Linked DNA regions of Mus musculus: regions 2, 3, 4 and 5 are each linked to region 1. The links are chromatin contacts, called in public HiCAR-type, Micro-C and promoter capture Hi-C maps. All regions are on one chromosome and are shown on one strand. Each heading gives the region's core, a stretch centred on a gene start, on an enhancer-like site or on the middle of the called end of the contact. The rest is flanking DNA. Distances are from core to core; before and after follow the strand shown. Region 1 holds the start of Ttyh3 (tweety family member 3). Region 2 holds the start of Rbak (RB-associated KRAB zinc finger). Region 3 holds the start of Fscn1 (fascin actin-bundling protein 1). Region 4 holds the start of Fbxl18 (F-box and leucine-rich repeat protein 18). Region 5 holds the start of Slc29a4 (solute carrier family 29 (nucleoside transporters), member 4).

The links. Promoter capture Hi-C pulls out the DNA fragments that hold promoters and counts their contacts. A called contact is a pair of places that touch in the nucleus more often than the background predicts. HiCAR-type assays count read pairs that join an accessible place to other places.
Region 2: a promoter capture Hi-C map of cranial neural crest shows a contact between it and region 1. The contact joins the promoter of Rbak here to the promoter of Ttyh3 in region 1. A contact is called at or near these places in 2 of 39 promoter capture datasets (cranial neural crest and liver).
Region 3: a contact with region 1 is called in a HiCAR-type map of astrocytes, with 4 times the contacts expected there. The contact joins the promoter of Fscn1 here to the promoter of Ttyh3 in region 1. A contact is called at or near these places in 2 of 115 datasets of contacts at active chromatin or transcription factors (astrocytes and embryonic stem cells).
Region 4: a contact with region 1 is called in a HiCAR-type map of astrocytes, with 4 times the contacts expected there. The contact joins the promoter of Fbxl18 here to the promoter of Ttyh3 in region 1. A contact is called at or near these places in 3 of 39 promoter capture datasets (liver, pre-B cells and second pharyngeal arch cranial neural crest) and 1 of 115 datasets of contacts at active chromatin or transcription factors (astrocytes).
Region 5: a Micro-C map of embryonic stem cells shows a contact between it and region 1, with 5 times the contacts expected there. The contact joins the promoter of Slc29a4 here to the promoter of Ttyh3 in region 1. A contact is called at or near these places in 2 of 39 promoter capture datasets (cranial neural crest and hippocampal neurons), 1 of 484 Hi-C or Micro-C datasets (embryonic stem cells) and 1 of 115 datasets of contacts at active chromatin or transcription factors (astrocytes).

What each region holds. Positions count from the first base shown.
Region 1 is chr5:140,647,631-140,650,452 of GRCm38.p6, reverse strand. Ttyh3 (tweety family member 3) reads left to right here and starts at 1,422. Exons shown (of 14, transcript NM_175274.5): 1 at 1,422-1,748. The coding sequence starts at 1,626.
Region 2 is chr5:143,179,317-143,182,138 of GRCm38.p6, reverse strand. It overlaps Rbak (RB-associated KRAB zinc finger), which reads left to right and starts at 1,364. Exons shown (of 5, transcript NM_001045482.2): 1 at 1,364-1,590; 2 at 2,597-2,653. The coding sequence starts at 2,639. Spdye4b (speedy/RINGO cell cycle regulator family, member E4B) reads right to left here and starts at 1,122. Exons shown (of 8, transcript NM_001384193.1): 1 at 501-1,122. The coding sequence starts at 518.
Region 3 is chr5:142,958,968-142,961,789 of GRCm38.p6, reverse strand. Fscn1 (fascin actin-bundling protein 1) reads right to left here and starts at 1,435. Exons shown (of 5, transcript NM_007984.2): 1 at 510-1,435. The coding sequence starts at 1,341.
Region 4 is chr5:142,893,880-142,896,701 of GRCm38.p6, reverse strand. Fbxl18 (F-box and leucine-rich repeat protein 18) reads left to right here and starts at 1,464. Exons shown (of 5, transcript NM_001033312.3): 1 at 1,464-1,592. Gm38733 (a long non-coding RNA gene) reads right to left here and starts at 1,398. Exons shown (of 2, transcript XR_003955825.1): 1 at 1,235-1,398.
Region 5 is chr5:142,700,733-142,703,554 of GRCm38.p6, reverse strand. It overlaps Slc29a4 (solute carrier family 29 (nucleoside transporters), member 4), which reads right to left and starts at 1,454. Exons shown (of 11, transcript NM_146257.2): 1 at 1,264-1,454.

The DNA of each region.
Region 1 (2,822 bases), core at 173-2,672:
TACTCTCGGCTCTACAGGAAATCTAGCCAGGTGCGGGCATCTCACCTGCTGCACTGACTCTGTCTGGCAAGTGCTCATTTGACACTAGGAGGAAAGCTCGGCCTGGGGGTGGGGCGAGGGGGAACAGCCATTGCTGTGTGGCCCTGGAGTAAGAAGCCTAAGAACTTCTTACCTATCGCTGCAGGCTGATTCCCAGCTAGGTAGCTTCCTCCAGCCATCCAGAACATTGAAACCCACAGCTCTGTAAAGGGCCCCTGCCCTCGGGCCAGAGTGCAAGGAAGGAGATGCCTCAGGCAGTTGCATGAACTGAAAGACAGGTCTGTCAGGAAGCCACTGTCCAGCTGAGGAGTGAGGCTACCTAGCCGATGGAGAAGCTGCATGTGTCTAGTTTCTAAGAACATAAGGCCCCAGGGTTGTGAGTGCACAGAGCCAAGTGGATATGTTCGCTCCACCCGGGGAGAAGCAAGAACTGCCCCCCTGCCCCCATGACCTTTCTATAGGCTGTGTCCTGACCAGTAGCCTAGTTTCCAAGATGGGATACAGGGAACTTTCTTTACATCTTCCTTTTGCATCTTTAGAATGATGCAAGCAAGTGAGGTGCGGCGGTTCAGGCCTGTTATCCCAGTACCTGGGAGGCTGAAGCAAGAGGACTGCCAAGTTTGAGGCTAGGCTGAGCAATTTACAGAGATCCCGCGACAGAAAAAGTAAAACAGGGGATTGGGGATTTAGGTCGGTGGTAGAGTGCCTGGCTTGCATGCGTAAGGCCCTGGTTCCATAACTGAAATTAAAGCAGGTGGGTATTCAATCTATCTGCCCATTATCGCCTTACACGCGGCTTTATGGCTTATGCGCCAGGCTTTGTTCTGAGCACTTCACACTCGGTTTATCTCCGCAACGCCTTTTCTCAGACTACAACACTGATACCGAGAGGCTAAGTCATTCGCCCAAGAGCACACAGCTGCAGCTCCCGAATGCAGATCATGTCCATCCTAGAGACAGGTCACTGGTTCCCTGGCAGGTCCTTATGAGGGCTGCGTGGAAACCGGATCAAACCAGAGAGCAAAGGCATGGGTCGGAGAGGATGCTACACGTGAGCTTTGGATTCCAGCCTTCGTGGTCTACAGGGAAGAAATGGCTGAAGAGGTTGAGGGTCCTGCCTAAACCGAGAGGTGTAGGCAAAAAGACCAATGGTAACGCAGGGGGCAGGGCCTATGGGAGAAATGCCAATGGCAGTCCGGAGGCAGAGACTGCCCTGGTATGGGCGGGGTCTGCGTGGTGCCGACCAATAGCATTGTGTGGGGCGGGGCCGAATGTCCGGGAGGGCGGTTGGGGTGGGGCCTGAGGGCGGTGGGCCTATGGCGGTGTGGGGGTGGAGCCTGAAGGCGAGCGGGCGGGTGCGCGGAGGGGGCGGCGGCAGCGGCGGTGAACAAAGAGGCGGCGGGCGCGGGCGGCCGAGCGGAGCCGAGCGCAGCCGAGCCGGGCCGAGCCGGGCCGAGCCGGGCCGGGCCAGGGCCCCTGGAAGCGGGCACGATGAGGGCAGCTGAGCAGGGGTCGGCGGGTCCCTGAGCCCCGTGCATCCGGCAGCGAGGGAAGCCCGGCGCAGCGCCCGTGGCCGCCCGCCCGCCATGGCCGGGGTCAGCTACGCGGCGCCCTGGTGGGTGAGCCTCCTGCACCGGCTGCCGCACTTCGACCTGCGGTGGGAGGCCACCAGCAGCCAATTCCGGCCCGAGGACGCCGACTACCAGCAGGTGACGCGCGCCCCCGGGTGCGGGGTCAGGGGCCCCGGGTCATGGCCCCTCCCAAGGAGCTGGAGCTTCCCCATCCCCTTTCATTCTAGGAGTCGCCTCCCGTTCACTGATAACCTTTCCAGGGATTAATGTCGAACACCCCCTGGAAGGTGTTCAGCCCCTCTGTGTCACCAGGGCCTCCGATCCGGATTGACGGAGCTGCCTCCCTCCCCTGATAGACCCTCTTCTGATCCTATGGGTTCCTGGTAGGCCCGTCTTCATCCTTTGGGCAGTCAGCTTCTCCCCAGCAGAGCCCCCGCTAGCCAAGGCTGGATCCCTGGGTTCAGGCAGGAGGGTATTCCTCGTTCTCTTTCCCCAGCTAGGGAATCCCTTTGCCAGACTGTTGGTGGGTGAGGAGCCTGGGCCATCGCCAGCCTTCTGTGGCTGCTAATGACCCCTTGCTTCACGGTCAGGCTGTGGGATGTACACAGGGTGTCGTGTGGTTGTGGGAAACCAGGGTGCCAGCAGTCTCTCTACCCAGGGTGGAAAATGAGGCCTGGCTGAAGTGGGGTGAGTGGGCCTCCGTCTGGGCTGGGGGCCATGGGGCACTTGGCAGCCCTCTCCCTGCGAAGCCCTAAGTCTGGCGTCCTGCCAAGTCCCAGCACCACCCCCACTACTGAACCACTGTCATTTGAGTGCAGAGCAGGGGGACTAGGGCTGTGGGCTTTTCCTTCCTGCTCCAGATTCCAGAAAAAAAAGAATGATCAGCCCACTTGGTCACTAAGCACCTCACAGTTTCTCTCCGGCGGCTCCTGGGACAGACAGTAGCCTGGGAATCAAGTACTCCTGGGGCTGTGCCAAATATCTCTGCCGCCATCCTCATCTTACTGAAGTTGAGGGTGAGAGAACACAGGACTGTCCCTGCTCCCACTCTCTGCCTACCTGACCCCAGCTCCAGTAGCTGATGGTGTTCCTGAGCAGATTAGAACAGGTGTGAGGGGTAGAGCAAAACCTGAGTCCTGAAAGACAGCAAGGAGATGCACCCGGGACCCAGGACCTCACCTGGGGATTTTGTGGGGAAGACCAGGCCCGGGT
Region 2 (2,822 bases), core at 115-2,614, 2.5 Mb before region 1:
AGTTTCTAAAGCCTGAGGCAATAGAGCCCTAGGTCAGGACTTGGAGCTGAAAGCCTGTAGGCCTGCTGGTCCAGCCAGTAGACCTAGGATGGCCCACACAGGTTGAGCTTCTCCTATCTGTGCAGAGCAGAAGGATCTCAGTCTGTTGACTGGCAACCCTTGTTCCGTATGTGTGTACAAACCGAAATCTTCTCTCAATACAAAAATTATATGAGCTTGAATGTCCTCACTGCAAGCAAGGAATTCCTTTTCTGAAAGGCCTGAGTCCCATCTGTGCAATGTAAACCTGGAGAAAAGAGTGTTCCTATCTCCCTGTCACCTGGGGAGTTTAGCCCAGGCCCCTCATTCAGAGACGTAACCCCTGCTTGCCACGGGGAAGGGAAGCTTTTGGTTTAAGAGATAGGAGCCAGCTCAGGTGGGCACCTCAGTGACCAGGTGAGGTGAGAACCTGGGAGAAGGTGCCCCATGGCAGTGCAGGCCTTCCGAGGAGGAGGGCTCACCCTTTCTCCTGAGACCATGTGTGCCCTGCAGCATCTGAGAGGGATTCGTGATGCTTCTGTCTCCTGCTGGTTGCTCAGCAGTTTATTACCTAGGGTTGGCGCTCCAAGGCGCTTGGTGCTTCTGGGATGAAAACGTTACTCTCTGCATCGGCGCAGAGAACTTTTTCTATTGACAGGCTTTGTTATTAATTTTGACGCCAACGTCTTTATGAAGAACTAGGCCAAGAACGTCGTTGCATTAATTCAATAAGAAATCGAGGAGCCGTTCATCATAATGTAACCATCGTTGAAAACTGTCATTGTCGCCCGGCCCTAAATATCACCTTTCAGAGATCACATTGCAGGTAGGTGTTTTCTTCTTTCTGTGTTCTCTTTCTGGTTCTGTTTTTTAGAGTTTCTGGGCATTAGACGTATGTTCTAGAAACCCACCATTAGTGTTTGTGCCTCCTTCTTTGTAAAGCACAGCTGGTTATTTCTTGTACCTAGTACTTCAAGGAAGTTTGGTTAATCGAGAATGACACTCAGTTTTCTTTCCTTCTAACACAATCTTCCTCTTATTTTAGGAGTCCTGAGCCAGGGACAAGACTTGGGACTTCACGCAGCAGGCCGTTTCTCCAGGCTCAAAGGGAGTGAGGACAAACAAGAAGGTAAGAGCATGGCTGGAGGCAGCCATTGCTCTCAGAGCACCTCCCCCAAACTGCTGGGAGGAGGTAAGTTCTTGCGCGAGGATCCCTAGATGCAGTGGCGCGCGAAGGCGTCTGGGACACAGAGTTTCTGTGCAATTCTTGGGGAGAAAGGAGAGCCTTGGAACTCGGACTTCCGGGAAGATGCTGCACATGCGCGTCGCGGCCTGTGCGCGTGCCCGCGCTTGCGCTGGGCCACTGCGCCGTGGTGACTTCCTGCAGGTCTGGTGTGTCGAGGCTACCTTCCCTCCCGCAGCCTTTGCGTTCGCTAAGCTGGAGTTGCCGAGCCTGCAGGGCCGAGGCCGGAGCTTCCGGGGCGGCAGCGAACAGACTCGGCTGTGCGGGCTAGGGAGGCCTAGCGAGAGCTCGGCGCGGAGGCTGACAGGGGCAGCGGAGACGCCTGCTCGGTGAGGCCCGAGGGCGCAGAGCGATCGGGGCTGCGGGAGGGATGCTGGGCACAGATGGTGCCCAGTCAGTTCACCCGGGCACCCCGCTGTCCCCAGCTTGCGGCGCCTGGGAGGGTCGAGGTGGTCGGGCTGACAGCGGGACAGCTGCATCGCTTTGGGCTGCACGGTCAGTCCCGAGGACAGAGTGCAGGCACTGAAGAACTCAAGGGCTCCAGATTCCCACGGTGTCACTCAGCGTCCATCAGCTCTCTTGCTCTGTCTGTGGTCCCCCCCCCCCCCGAGTCTGCCCTTGAGGCATCGTAATGGTCTAGTGCTCAAAATCTGCTTTTACTTCTTTCTGCTCGTGAAGGAAGACTGAGTCTGCGACAGGTGTGAGACTTAATCAAGGTTGTGTTGAAATGAGTGCCATTGTTTTCTAGTTTCTTCCCTTAGTCCCTTTTTAAGATATGCAGCAGTAACCAAGTTTAGTTGGATAGTTTGAAAACAAACCACGCTTTATCCCTGTTTGTCGGACGTCTATCCATCTGGACCATTTTTCCTTTTTGTGTTTTAGTTTTTTTGAGGCGTGGATTCCTTGTGGCACATATTGTTCTGGTAGTGGGTGATCCTCCCGTCTCCGCCTCCAGAGAGTTGGGATTGCATGTATGTCACCTCATGGAACATGGATCCCAGATATATATATATATAGTGCCCAGAATCCTCATTCACTGTGACATATTTTGCAACAGTTTGAATAGGAAATAAAATAAGTACCCTTGTTTCCCCCACCTTTACACCAAATGCCCGTGGATAAAAAGAAGGCAGCGTAGTGTTCATCATAGAACTGTACCCGCCCCCCCTCGCCTCCCACCCCCCATTCCACCTGTTGGAGTTAGGTTTGTGATTTCCTTCCTATCACCTCTGCAGTGTGTATAAGCTGCGATTTCACTTGGTGGTTCCCAGGCGAGAGACATGTCCCTGTGTAGACCAGTTAATCTCCGATTTCAGCGAGCTTTTCCTCCAGCAGGTCAGTCAGCAGTGTCTACAGTTCCCCCAAGAGGAGCAGAACATGAGCAGATCAAAGGTAAGTTTTTCCCGTTTGTAATTTTTTTTTTTCTGACTCCTTTGTAATGTATTTTGGAAGACTTACTCAAAGGTCTGTTCTTGAATGGTAGTGGAGTGGTCTCTAAAGGGATCTGACGCCCTCTTCTGGCATGCAGGTGTACATGCAGCAGAGCATCCATACATAGAAT
Region 3 (2,822 bases), core at 186-2,685, 2.3 Mb before region 1:
TTCCTCTCCAAGACCTGGGACAGCCTATCCTAAAGAATCGGCTCATGAATGGGGATGGCTCAGACTGGGAAGGAAGAGGAAACGGAGAAGATCTAAGCTAGGTCTATGGAGTCCCACGCCCCCAGCCGGGGGGGGGGGGGGTGGTGGTGGACAGTATTGCTTTAGAATGTGTTAGGCCTTACCCACTTCCCCACGTCACCTTCTCCCAGCAGAAGAAGCCTACGTCCTGAACAGAGGGGTGGTACATGCCTTTATTCCCAGCACAAGAGACAGGAAGGAAGATTTCTGCGAGTTCGGGGCCAGCCCAGTCTACATAGCGAGTTCCAGGATAGCCAAGGCTATCTGGTGAGATCAGATCTTTCAAAATAGAAGCCCACCTCCTCATGGCGGAGCCCAGAGGCCTGTGAGCCTAAAGGGAGCCCAGGAGGAAATAGGGAAATAGAAGGAGTGCAGAGATGCTTTTGTGCACTGGGTCAGGACCCAAGGGAGGGGACATGTCCCCAACTCACCCTGGCGCGTGGACACGTTCCTCTCGTTGGCCGCCTGCAGCACCACCTGAGCGCAGCTCTGTTCCAGGGCGAAGAGCTCATCTTTGCCCACCTTGGTGGCCTTGCCAGCCTTGAGGGTGCCGCTGGGCCCGGACGGAGCCAGGTAGCGACCTTCGCAGTCGCGAAAGGCCACCTTGCCGGAGCGGAACTCCAGCGTGAAGCCCGTGGCGGGCTCCGGCCGTGCCACAAGGCGCCCGTCGTGGCGCAGGAAGCGGTGGTCGGACGTCTGCACACTGTAGCGTTGGTCCTGGAAGGCCAAGGTGATGAGCGAGTCGACGCCCCAAGGCACGTCGCGGTCTACCGCGATCTCGTCGGCCGGCCGCGCGCTCAGATGCGCGTAGCGCTTGCGGGTAACGCTGTAGATGTTAACCTGCGGGTGCATGGCGATGTGCACGCTCCACTTCTCGGCCGGCGACACGCTCTGCGCGAAGCAGGACAGGCGGTCCTCGGTGCCGCCAAAGTAGCGCCGGTGAGCCTCGGACTGCAGCGACCAGCGGCCGTCGTCGTGCGCCACGACGAGAAAGCGGCAGTCGCCGTCGGGCACCTCGCGCTCGCAGGTCACGTTGCCGTCCTTGTCGGCGGCCAGGTAGCGACCCAGGTGGCTGCGCAGACACACGGCCGCGCTGCCCGCCTCATCGGGAGGTTGCTCCAGCGTCCAGATCTGCTTCTTTTTCAAGCTACTAGCGGATGCGTTCACCTTGAACCCGAACGCCTCGGCTGTCAGGTACTTGTTGCCGCAGCTGATGAGCCCGAACTGAATCTGCACAGCCTCTGCCGTGCCGTTGGCGGTCATGGTGGCGGAGGGCGGCCCGGTGGCCCCGGGAGCTTGGATAGCTGTGCCCGACCTCCTTTGTTCAACACGGCTTAGCCCGCTGCAGTTCTCCACAAAGCCAGCCCGGCGGCGCCCAGGGTTTTATAGGAGGATGACGTCACCGTGGCCACGCCCCTACCCGGGCCTGCCGGGGAGGGGGCTCTGCAGCGCGCGCCCGGTCCCCTGCGCTTCCCCGGAGTGTTTTTCTGGGGTTTAAGACCGGGTTTCACTCTGTAACTCAGACTAGGCTTGAAGTATCTGTGTGGCTCAGGCTGGACTCGAACTCATAGCAGTCCTTCTGCCTCTGGCCCGTTCGTGTTTGCTAGTCCATTTAACTGTTCCTCCACAGTCGTGCTCTGCAGTAGTTGGCTGATCTCCAACTTTCTCCTGCTCTCTGAGGCCATCCTGAAACACCCCTACCCCCAAACCCAGTCGATGGGAAGGACCAGGTTTAAGATAATGATCCCTTCAGGATGGAGGGAGGGTCCAGGGTGTACCAGGAAGTAGCCTTAGAGCCGGTCCTTGAAGAAGCCAGAGACGCCAGAAGGGTCTGGGGTAGAAAGGAGGTTAATTTCTAGAGAGGCGCATGCAGAGCCCTACCTGCCCCGCCCGCCTCAGGGTTTTTCAAGGCCTTGTAGCCTGGGCCTCCTGAGCAGAAACCGAGATTTCTATTCCCGGGTCAGCATAGAGTACAGCCACCTTGCTGACTCTAAATAAATTGTGGTAACTGTGGCCCAAGTCAGTGGCCCACAAAAGTCCCTACTGTGGTGATGCTCAAGCCCCGGGGTGCTGGTCTACCAGGAAGCAGGGTAGGTAAGGCAGGAATAGTGGTCTCTGTTTATGAAGACATCAGAAAAGCAGGTCAGCTCCCTAGAATGGCACAGCCCCAATGTACCTCCTAACTGCAGCCCCTCAGGGTTCCAGACCAGAGGGACATTCCCACAAACACCACCTCCCACCTCCCACCACACACCACCCCACGTAAGAACACTTCCCTTTGAGTTTCTGGAGGACTGAGACTTCTCCTGGGACATTCCCCACATGCCAGGCAGGCCCCTGGAATGCTGGCCCTACCCCAGGCTGCCCACAAGATCTGGGCCCCTGGCCCTTCCCAGCCACAGGCTGGGCAGGGTACTGAAACTGACCAGTCTTCACGGTGATCTGTGTCCAAACGCATCTCTGTCCCAGGCAAACCCCTCCAGCGACCATCAAAGGGGAAGGGGAGATGGCATGGCTTTCCCATCATCAAAGGTCAGTCCTGACAAGTCCCTAGAATCCTTGCTGGGACATCTAGTTCCTCCCTTAGAGGTCACAGGAAAGGTCACCAAGTTCGCGGCCGATAGCCAGCCATCCTCTCCTGCTGTGGGACTTTGCACAGGTTACTCTCACTCTCTGAGCTCTCCTTCCTCTGTAATAAAGACACATATTCCTGGGTACAGTGAGTCACACTTGTAATTCCAGAA
Region 4 (2,822 bases), core at 215-2,714, 2.2 Mb before region 1:
AAGGGTGTATTAGTTCCTCTATAGCCTTGGCAGTCCTGAAACGCACTATGTAGACCAGGCTGGCTTCAAACTCACTATATAGCCTAGGGTAACCTTGACCTGCAGGTCTTCCTGCCTCCACTTTCTGAGTCCTAAGATTGTTTCCGTTTGGTTTGGTTTATATAGTGCCAGGGACGGAACCCCGGGTTATGTATCTGCTAGACAAATACTCAAATGAACTACATCCCCAGCTCCCATTAAACTATTATCTTAATTTTAAACCATCTGGACTTCCTTCCTGACTCTTTCTCTGTGTACACTCGAGCGAGAGCACATGTGCATGACCAGTGCAGACACAGACACCAGAGGGCAGCTTCTAGAAGGCAGTCTTCTCCTTCCAGCGTGTGGGTCCTTGGAATCAAACTCACTTCAGGTGGTCAGTCAGAGTCAAGCTCCTTTCCCTGACGAGTCATTTCACGAGCTCTAGGAAACCATTTTTAACTGGAAACGCCGTGGAAACATTTATTATTCATTTATTCAGCAAATATTTATTTGTTCAGTGTTGACATGCAAAGAACAGTACCAGGCAGACTCTCTGCTTAGTTATGGGGGTACAGGCAGGGTGCTTACTTAGCACGCATGAAAGGAAGCCTTAGGTTCAATCCTCAGTAGTGTTAAAAAACAAAACAGCCGGGCGTGGTGGCGCACGCCTTTAATCCCAGCACTCGGGAGGCAGAGGCAGGCGGATTTCTGAGTTCGAGGCCAGCCTGGTCTACAAAGTGAGCTCCAGGACAGCCAGGGCTATACAGAGAAACCCTGTCTCGATAAACCCAAAACAAACAAACAAACAAACAAAAAAACAAAACAAAACCAAAAACCAACAACAACAACAACAAAACAAGATGGGGCTGGAGAGATGGCTCAGCGGTTAAGAGCACTGACTGCTCTTCCAGAGGTCCTGAGTTCAATTCCCAGAAACTTTGTCTGAAGACAGCTCCAGTGCACTCACATACATTAAATAAACAGTGGCCTAGGCATAGATGGGAGGCAGAGGTAGGCGGATTTTGTGACTTCAAGGCCAGCTTGGTCTTTATAGCTAATTCCAGGACAGCCAGGACTACAGAGTGAGACTCAAAACAAGCAAAAAGGCTTAGCAAGTCAGGCGGTGCAAAGAGCTATTGAGAGTTGTAACGCAAGATGAGGGGCAAATTCAGGAGCGTGTGCACATGAAGGTTGCTATGGTTATCTAGGATACCTGAGCGCTGTGACAGATGACTTGGAGCGCAGTGTGTAGCGCGAATGGCAAATGCAAAGGCCTGGAGCAGAACGCATGTTGTTGGAGCGACAGCAAGAAACTGCGGAGGTAGCTTAAGAGACTGGTCACTCGTGACCTTCTGGACGCCTCTGAATCCTGAGAGTACTTTATGCCACACCCAACATGGCGACCGCACCGGGTCCATCCGGGCGCAAGCGGAAGTACGTCTAGGCGTGCGCCGCAGCCACGCCCCTTACCGGGGTCTCTGTGGAGCTGTGGCCGCGCCGGCTTCGAGCATCCCTACGCTGGCAGGCTGGGGGACTGTGAGGCTGCAGCTCCGGCGGCTAGCTCCGGAGAGGTACGACCTGCACCTCCAGCCCCGGCGGCTGGAGTCCCCTCTGGGCTTCCCTCCCGACCCTGGCTTTATTCCAAGGCCCATCCTTGCCGTCTCCTACCCTCCTACCAGGCCCTCTCCTCTCCTGACCCCATCTGTTCCCAGGCGCACAATCTCGATGGCCAGAATGGACCCTTTCACGTGGCCTGCTGAGTTTCCAGGCCTTTCCCCCGTCTCCTTGTGTGTTGGCTCTGCCCTCGCAGCTATGGGACGTTGTCCCTTCTGCTTGTGTTTTCTTGTTTGTTTTACACTGTAGCCCAGTCTAGCCTGGAGTTCAGTGTGCAGCCCAGGCTGGTTTTGAACGTACAGCAATCTTTCTATTGTAGCCTTTGTAAATCTGGGGTTACAGGTGTGCATCATCACGCGGTGGTTAATGTGCAGCTAAGGGTGGAACTCAGGGCTTCGACCCCATTCCCAGCCCTGGCTTCTTCTTTTTTTCTATCAGCTTAAGTGCAGCCCACTTCTTTCTGGAGTCTACTTGTGATGCGCGGGAGTGTGATAGGGCGTCGGACTGACCCCAGAGCTTTATGATCTAGGTCAGCTGGAGAATCCCACTGCGTCTTGTTACGGGTGTGCAGTATTTTTTTCTGCAGACGACAGTATGGGGCCGTGGCGGGGGTTAGGGGAGCACCTGGTAGCTTCCCTGTTGCCTTCCTCCCTATCTTGAGTTATATTTGTTCTTTCCTAGGTACTCGCATCTGGGGGTACACCTATTTATCATATTAGCGTGTGTGTATGCGTGAGTACTGGCATGTGCATGTCATGGGTGCGTGTCGTGGCGTACATGTGGAAGTCAGAGGACCACTTTGAAGAGTTGGTTGTTGCCTTTTATCTGGTTTATATTAGTGTGTGTGTGTGTGTGTATGTGTGTATGTATAACTGTGTGTGGGTATGTGTACATGAGTACAGGTGTCTGAGGAGACCAGAGGATCATGTGCACCCGGTGTTGGAGTTACACAGGTGGTTATTCGCCTCCCCAGTGTGGGTACTGGGAATCGAACTCAGGTCCTCCGAAAGAGTAGTACTAAATTATCGCTTCTGCCTTTCCCCCCAGTTGAGACAGGATCTCTCTTGATGGTGTATACTCCAGAGTAGCTGGCTTGTGAGCTTTTGACAGATGCCCCTATCTCCTCCTCTCACTTTGCGCTAGCAGTGTTGGGATGGCAGATGTGGGTCACTGCATCCAGCATTTTA
Region 5 (2,822 bases), core at 205-2,704, 2.1 Mb before region 1:
CCCTCAGTGCTTGTCACGAAAGCATTGTGGATGATACAGGACATTTATTTAGTTTTCAGACCATCCTTGGCACCAAACACCCACCTAGAGGGTGAGAGAGTACTTCACAAAGAGGGACTGGGTGGTTGCTAGGAAAAATTTAGCTACGCACACTTGGCGTTTTAATAGTGATGCAAGCCACCCCTAAGTACCCTGTGGGTCAAAGAGGGCTCCGAGCTCTCAGTAGTCCTGTAAAACTAGGCACACAACACCAGTCTGAAGAAGAGATAACCAAAAAGGCAGAGGAGGGCCAAACCCACAGCCAGACAGCTCTAACTGAACCCTGACCCGGCTGACCACCACTGGCCTCTCTCAGATGCTGTAGGGATTGTCTCTCAGGCTGCTTGCCCCACATGTGCAGTCGGCAGAAGAGGCAGAAAAATTACATTTCACTTGGAAAGCCAGCCTGCTCAACCTCCTCGGGCCTTGAACTTCTGGCTCCAGCCACAAGTCTTGTTTACTAAGATGCCCTTGGATGCCCCTGTCCCGTGCCCAGACGTTGTTTAGGGAGTCTCCCTCAGCATCCTAAGGCTCCACTCCCCGCTGCAGGATTGTGGGTTTTGAGCTACTTTGGGCAGCTCCTCTGAGTGCCAGGGGACAGATGACTGTAACATCAATGCCACAGACTGGTCAAGGCCTGGGATGCCCGCAGGGCAGAGGGGTAGCCCAGGCCCATCTCTCTCCATGCTTTAGGTTCCTGCACAGTCCGGACACTAGCAGACCTTGATGTTTCTTCCGCAGGAAGCACTAGCAGTATCAAACTTGGACCCCGGCCCACAGGGCCACCAGCAAAGAGAGACTTCAGGGGCAACTCGGAGGTCGTGACCCAGTGCCCAGGCCCCGCCTCTGTCATAACCTTTTTCAAAACTAGAAGGAAGCTGGCTGGGCAGAAGGGCGTGATGGAAGGAGATGGGTCCGGAAGGAACTTCAGGTGCAAGGTCCCCTGAGGTGTGACCAAGGGAGGACATAATGCCGTGATCCGGCTCGGCCAAGGCCACCCGCGTCTGTCCCCTTCTAGAGCCTGCGTCCCGCCCTCGCAGCTCGGATGCAGGGGATCTTGCACTGTGCGAGGGTACCCATCCTCCCCGGACAAGGGGTGCGGCAACCATCCGGTGCCTGGGAGGGCGGAAGGGAGAGGCGGCGCGACTGGGGCCGCGCGCCGCAGACAAAGGCTCCGACAGGTCCCCGCCGGCGTCTCCCTGCCACCTCCGTGGCGACACTCACCTCGGGCGGCCCCAGGCTGGGATCCTCGCTGCCTGCCTGCCGCCCGCGCCCGGACCCTTTGCGCTGTGCCCCGCTTCTCGAGGCTTGGGACCGGGCGCGGCGGGCGTCCTGCTCGGTGTCCCGGTCCGCGGGCCCGGGTCCGTGAGCGCGTGCTGGGGGCGCAGCAGCTGCAGCGAGCTAGCCCGGCCCACGCCCCGCCCGCCCTCCTAGCTCCGCCCTCCTAGCTCCGCCCACCGCGTGACTCCGCCCAAGTCCCGCCTCCAACCACACTTTTCACCATCCAGATGCCCCGCCCACCCTCGTGGCCCCGCCCCTCACACCCCGCCCACTCCACAGGGCTCCACCCAGGTCCGGCCTCCAGTGGGGCCTACGGCCACTCAGTCTCCCAGTCTCCCTGCCCACGCTACATCCACTCTGTATAAATCCGCCCCTAAACCCCTCTTTCTCTCCTATACACTCCGCCCAATCTCTACCTGCGCTCTCCGCCCCTGGCCCTACCCAGTCTTTACCATATTCCCCGCCCCATTTTCTTTACCTATGCTCCACTCACTCTATATGACCCCGCCTCTGGCTCCGCCTCTGAACTGCCCACTCTAATGCCCCCAAGCCTCTTTGCTGTCTTCACCCTCGTTCCTTCTGTGCCCTTAGCCAGCCCCAACCCAGACCACAGAGCCTGCCCCCTTTCCCTGCCTTCCTCTCCGCTGGCCCTAGCCTCACCTCTATTCTTTCTTCACCCCTATTCCTTCCCCGCTTCCCTTGATGCGTGCTGGGCCCTTCTTCCATCCCCCTCTTCCCCTGCTCCTACTTCATTTGCCTAGTTCCACCCCCATTATTCCCACATGCTCCACTCTCCTCCTCTGGGCCCACTTCGTCCCACCTACCTGGCCTCACCTCTAGCCCTCATACATGACTTCTTATTCACTACCTGCTAGCTCCGCCCCATCACTTCCCTGTGCCACGCCCCCATGGCCCCTCCCACAGCCTTCACACCAGCCCTGCCTCTCTGCCCCGCCTCCCACTCCCATGCTTGTTTCCCCCACACTACCACTCCCCGACGGCGTGGACTCATCCTATGCTGGACCGTGGCTTTCAGCATAAGCGCTGCCTCTACCCATTCACACTCCACTTGTCTTTGCCCACTTCTCTCCACTCTCAGGTTACAGTATCTGACAGTCTAGCATACAGGAAGGTTTGGTGTCTTAGCTGGCCGTCCTCACTTCTCAGTCCCTTCACGATTCTTGCCAGGCTTAGTCTCCTGGAGCTCTAGGTGATCTGCGACAATCTGGGGCTGGCACTGATTGCTTCAGTAGGGCCTATTCTGACCCTGGTCCTGGCCACATGCCCCATGGGGGCCATAAAGATAAGACCAGGAATTAAGTGGGAACAGTACCCTAAGTCCTTACAAACTGGGACCTGTTAATGGGGGCCAGGAGTCTTCAGGACCGAGGCACAGAGAGATGCATTTGTCTGGATACCCCTCCTCTTGCCTGCATTCCCACTTCTTCGTGGAAGCCTGCTTGGTTCTACCCATGCCTGGGGGCTTTCTTGTCATCTTGCTA